2 separate regions of the Mus musculus genome follow, and region 1 is linked to region 2. A link is a contact called in public HiCAR-type data. All regions are on one chromosome and are shown on one strand. The core of a region is the stretch at or near the end of the contact, and the rest is flanking DNA. Distances in the headings are between cores, read along the strand shown. Region 1 has its middle 15 kb from the start of Gm26422. Region 2 overlaps Rbms1 (RNA binding motif, single stranded interacting protein 1).

The links. HiCAR-type assays count read pairs that join an accessible place to other places.
Region 1: a HiCAR-type map of astrocytes shows a contact between it and region 2, with 3 times the contacts expected there. The contact joins two enhancer-like sites. A contact is called at or near these places in 2 of 484 Hi-C or Micro-C datasets (liver and nephron progenitors), 2 of 115 datasets of contacts at active chromatin or transcription factors (astrocytes and heart atrium) and 2 of 9 other capture datasets (embryonic tail and embryonic trunk).

The regions. Positions count from the first base shown.
Region 1 is chr2:61,294,185-61,296,999 of GRCm38.p6, reverse strand. No RefSeq gene overlaps it. Among named protein-coding and RNA genes, the nearest start is that of Gm26422, 15 kb to the right of the region's middle. Within about 2 kb of position 1,544, at least 77 of the 459 cell types and tissues checked have an H3K27ac peak or open chromatin away from gene starts, as enhancers often do. A contact at or near this core is called in astrocytes, where this site is marked.
Region 2 is chr2:60,787,046-60,789,818 of GRCm38.p6, reverse strand. All of the region lies in intron 4 of Rbms1 (RNA binding motif, single stranded interacting protein 1), which reads left to right. Among named protein-coding and RNA genes, the nearest start is that of Rbms1, 93 kb to the left of the region's middle. RefSeq lists an enhancer at 2,256-2,773. Within about 2 kb of position 1,503, at least 38 of the 459 cell types and tissues checked have an H3K27ac peak or open chromatin away from gene starts, as enhancers often do. A contact at or near this core is called in astrocytes, where this site is marked.

The DNA of each region.
Region 1 (2,815 bases), core at 295-2,794, 510 kb before region 2:
AAGGTAAACACGTGGAAGGTAGACTATTTAGAAGTGTTGATTTCAGAATCACAAAATGTGATTGAAAATGCATTGTGTGGAGAAAATGGGTTGCTGGGGTGAAATCTCCGCTTAGCATAAGAAGAAGTTAATGTCTAAAATCAACAGTTAGGGACTAGCAGTTTATGTCTATAATTTGAAAATAGAAAGGTCGGCTTGCGTAACTCCTGTGAACTAGCTGAGAGAATTATGGACAGTGAGCTCTGGTGGGTTGAGCCATAGAGTGGAGAGAATGGAGTTAGGCAGTTGGCTAGTTTTCTTCTCAGTCTTTCAGGGTCGTCCTGCCATATGACTGGTGAAAAGCCATTGGGCTTTCGCTGTCTCCATCCTCCCTCCAAATGGAGAAGCTGAATAGCTTTCCGTCTGCCTCACGGATGACACTAGGTCTGTGATAAGCCTTAAAGGTTTAAAAGACAAATGGTATAATGCACTTCACAGTGATGGCTTAGAAATTATATAGTTATACTGGGGGTGGGGACAGGGTAGGAGAGAGAGGGGACAGAGAGGGAGGGAGAGAGAGAGGAAAAAGCACAGTTAAGAGAGCCAGTGAAAAAGATGTGTCTGGGAATTATTGGTAGATTTGGACCACAAGAAGCTTAAATTCTTCTACTAGAATTCCCAATTGGCCTACAGCAGGGATGCTCATGGGAAGATAAAAATTATGCCTGAGGTGGAAGACTTCGGGAAAAGTCTTTTAAATATTAACCAGGCTCTTTGAAGTGAATTTGGAAATATTGAAAACTAACTAACAAAGAACGTACTTTTGAGAGCAGTGGTTTAGACAAGGGTAGAAATGACTTTTATTTTCATAATGGATTCTGAAAGCAAATAGACATTTTTTTAAATAAAATATGAAAAGATGATAGTTTAGTTTTGTGTTTCTGATGGCAGAGAGAAACACAATAAGAAAAATAACCCTACTAAACAACAACTTTCAACTTCCATCAGAGCCAAAGAGGACTTGAAATGTAAACGTTTTGACATTCGTAAAATGAAGCATCTTTTGTTATTTGATATCACCGTAAATAGTACCCCATTCCTAACTCAACAGTTGTTCTTAATACAATACAAAGTTGCTTCATTTTTGCTGTTATTGGGCAACTCGGACAGGGTGATTCAACAAGTCCTTGCTGACTAACTTTACCCACGGGAGTGGATTAAACTGACCTTATTCTCAGTGGGTGAGGAGCCTGTTCCCAAGGCATATAAAAGCAGGCGAGTGTCTGCCAAACCCTACTTCCTTCCTGAGTCATTTTAGATATAAACATCCTTGGCTGCAGCTAGAGAGGGGATGAGAAATGGATTTGAAAGATAAATGGGGCAAGAAGATAAAAAAGAAATTACAGCTGCTATTTTAGTGAGTGGTAAAAAGTGAATATTACCTTACTTTTCTGTTTTATGGTTGAGAAAGAGCAAATAGGAAATGCCTTCTAGATAGGCCGAGGGAGGGTCTCCTGGGGACTGTTACCAGTTATCTTCTGGATAAGGCAGTTCTGGGAAAGGAATGCAGGCCTGGTGCCACAGCCAGTCAAAACAGAATACAACTAAACAAACAAACACAGTGTCTGCATATTGCCAGAGTTTAGGATCCTGGATGTGATGGAAACTTTCTGGCTAACATGTCTCCATTTTGCTCACCTCTCCTCACTCCTGTCCCCCTGTCTGCACGGCAGGAACCAGTCCTCCAGACTCCACCTTTTGATTGCAAGCCCTGGATGTGAGATAGGGCCTTTTCTTCTTTTTCCTGTAAACTGTGGTTTCGTGGAGAATTAGTTCCCTTTGGCTGTGAGGCTCTAATAAAGGGAATTTGAAGCTGTATTGGAGCCTTTCTTCTGGCCTGTGAAAGACAGCTGATTTGAGACCATAAAAACCAAACAAGAATACTGAGAAATCTCAGAGTGGCTGCGTCTGTATCCCTGCGTTTGTATCCTTTCATAGGCTGTTGTGTTTTAGGTTTACCTCATTACCCCACAACCCCCTTTAACTTAAAATGGCTTCAATTAGGTCTCAGATTAGGATGCAAAGCTGCATCCTGCCTGAAGATAGGGTAATGAGAGGGAAGGAGTCAGTGGCCGCTTTTAAGATGCTCTGACACTTGTCAGGGGACATTATATAATGGGAGCCTTGGCTTTCTCTTGTGACTTGCTGCTAGCTGCTGAAAAATAAATGGTTACACCAGGAGACATAAAAAGAAATATTACACACACACACACACACACACACACACACACACACACACACACACACGTAGTTTATATATAGTGTAGATATTCCAAAGAAAACTGTATACTAAGATGCACAATTTGATGAGTTTGAAGGTATTAGGTCACCTATGAACTATCACCAAATTAAAATTAACAAGCATGTCTACCTCTCTCAGAAGACTTCTTGTAGCTTTCACAGTTTCTCCGCTTACCTCCTAACTCACCCCAGTCCCCAGCTAGACAATGAACTGCCTTCATATAAATAAAATTATCTTATTTGTTTTCCCTTACTACTTTTTAAAAAATATTTTATTAGGTATTTTCCTCATTTACATTTCCAATGCTATCCCAAAAGTCCCCCCCCCACTCCCCTACCCACCCACTCCTACTTTTTGGCCCTGTACTGGGGCATATAAAGTTTGCAAGTCCAATGGGCCTCTCTTTGCAGTGATGGCCGACTATGCCATCTTTTGATACATATGCAGCTAGAGTCAAGAGCTCCGGGGTACTGGTTAGTTCATAATGTTGTTCCACCTATAGGGTTGCAGACCCCTTTAGCTCCTTGGGTACTT
Region 2 (2,773 bases), core at 254-2,753:
AGGATAGAGTAAGCAAGTGTGATGACAGGGATCCTGCTCTGCTTTCTGATTTGTAGCACATTTACTCTGGCCCTGCAGTCAGTACGTGACTAGACATGGACAAGCAGACCTTACCCAGAAAACCACAATGCTGCCCTTCCCTCTCCATCCTGAGTCACTCTGCAAATCTCCCCCTTTCTCTTTAGATGATATCCAGGACACAGTTCCCATGGCTTCTGCAGTTACTCCCATTTCAGAAAGTCCTGTCCCTTGATTTTTCACACCATAAAACCTAGCATCTCTTTCAGTATGTTTACAGCCATTCCTCTGTATTCATGTTGCCCAGCCTCATTCGATGTGATATTTAAATAAGGGTCTATTAGGGGGAAAGCCTTACTGTGTTCAGAAGCAGTGTAATGTGGGGGCATACATAGACATACCACAAACTGCCCAGAGCCCTACAAGTCCATGAGTGTTGGCTGCTGCTGGCTCTAAGGGAAAGGGCAACACAGCCTCCATTGCAATTAGTTGCTGGCAACTTTGCCGACAGTTTGGTGATCTGGAAGCAGCATTGTGAAGGTTTCCATCCCAACAATCATTAATTATATGCATCTATAGTCCGACATGTGATGAATGGGCTTAGTTTCATTGTAGCTCAATCTAATTACATTTTAGAAGATTGGTTGAGGGGGGGGGGGTTGTCATTAGTGTATAATGTATTATAATCTTTCTTACTAAAATAACGCAAAAATATTTTAACATTTGATTAACATTTTGGAGCTAAATACCTGATTTTCAAAAAGAGATTATTAATATATGATGTATAGTGCTTATAATTTAAATATATACGCTTATTTCACAGAAATCCTGAGTATCAAGCCACAATGGTGAAGTTTCCCTTCCCGCGTTTATGTGTTTCTACCCAGTCTCTCTCAGCTCCTTAGCTGTGTTTTTTAAACCCCTTCATAGTTGGGAAGGTTTATTGGCCTGTCACTAACCTAGTCTGGTTAGTCTGGTGTTGACTTCTTTCCTGGGTAGTAACACATTGATGCTCTTTCTCATACAGTACTCTTGGGAGTTTTTCTGAGCTCTCTACCTAATCTACTATCCACCCCCGAAGCTAACCATCAGCCTTGCTCTGATGAACTCTCTCCCTGCCTCCTAGGCAGCCTTCCACAGGGAATCTAATTCACACTAGGATCACTCTGTGTGGCTGCTTCTTTGGGGTATTTGAGTGATCTTACACATAGCCCAGGGTGGCTTTCAATCCAAAATTCTTCCCCCTCTGGCTCATGAGTGCTAGGATTATTCAGTATATTGCCAAGCCAGCTTCCAGTGAGTCCTAGCTTCCATCTGCCTCTGCCAGCCATCGGGAAGAGAGTAATTACTTCCCAGCCATTCTGGTAGGCCCTTTCAATCAGCTTGCTCCTTTCCCATTGTTCGGCTTTTGAGTCACACATAGACCCATTGTATACAGCAAGCTGGTGGGATTCAGATCAAGCTTTGTGTAGGTCCACTGACAGCCCTGTTGCTTGGCTGGTAACAAGAGGGTAGCAGACCACATGTGGAGGCTCAGAACATGGCTGCGTTTCTCTCCAAGTGAATGGCATTCTCAGCTTCTGTTTCTTTTAGACAGAGAAGAGCGGGATGCGCACATCCTAATCCAATTCACAGCCAGATTCTTGCAGGCTTTCTCTAGGTTGTCTGGTTTCTTCCTGTGGATCCTGGGAGCACCAACACGCATTGTTGAAACTGAGTTAGGAAGGAGCCTGTTTTATCCACAATGCCAAGGCCTTTATAGGGTAGTCCCCTACATACATTCTAGCACCTAAGTAGCATAGTATTTTAAATAATCTCTGGAAGAAATCATTACCATTCGCTTATTCAAAAGAGGATTGAGTGTGGGTTGACAATCTAGGTCATATCAGTGATGCACTTTGAATGCCAGCCCCACTCAAGGACTGCACAGCTTTATTCTGTGAGCTAGCTGAGGGACGTGTTTCCCCATCATCTGTGAGGAAGGCCAGTGCACAGGTTCAGGGATGCTTGCTGTGTGCCATCGTTCTGCAGCATATAGATTTCAGTACCTGGTTTCTTCTTTTTCCTTTATTTTTAAGGTTACAAATTAACGTCTTAATGCCAGCAGCTCTCTTGTTCTTCTAACCATCACATCGTGGGTTTGAGTATCCGGACTTGATTCTCTTAGGCTGATGCAGTCAAGGATTGCCTTGAGTATGTCTTTTGGGGAGAGGGATTTTTTATGAAGGAAGTTTAAGTCTGGCTGTGTGGTTGTGTTATCAGGGACCAGTCACTCTCCATTCTGTTCTTGCGAATGAGTTGGGGATGCTGCAGGGTATTAAAAGGCCACACAGTTAAAGGCTTTCCCTCTTGTGTGATTTGAAGCAGTGACACAGGGGTGGGGTGGCAGAGATGAGATGTTGCTGATAACACTGGGTTCTGGGGTAGGCAGGTGTATGAGGAGCCCATAGACACACAGCTGTAAACTGACAACACTGAGGTAGCTGATTCTCTTAACTCCACAGCCTTGCTCAGTACTGCCATGTGGTGGCCATGAAGTGCTTGCTCTTATTGATTTTAAAAATAGCTAATTAAGAGAAAAGTTTTATTCCAAGGTTGGACAGAGACTGGGAACTCGGACGGAAATGCTTAGAAGTTCTGTGTGGAGCAGTACCTGGATGAAGCCTCACAGACAGAAACGGCCCCGGGCCTCCTGGAAAGCCTCGGTGTGGGAAACATGGTTTAAATGTGTGTCTTCTTCTCAAAAGACCCAGAT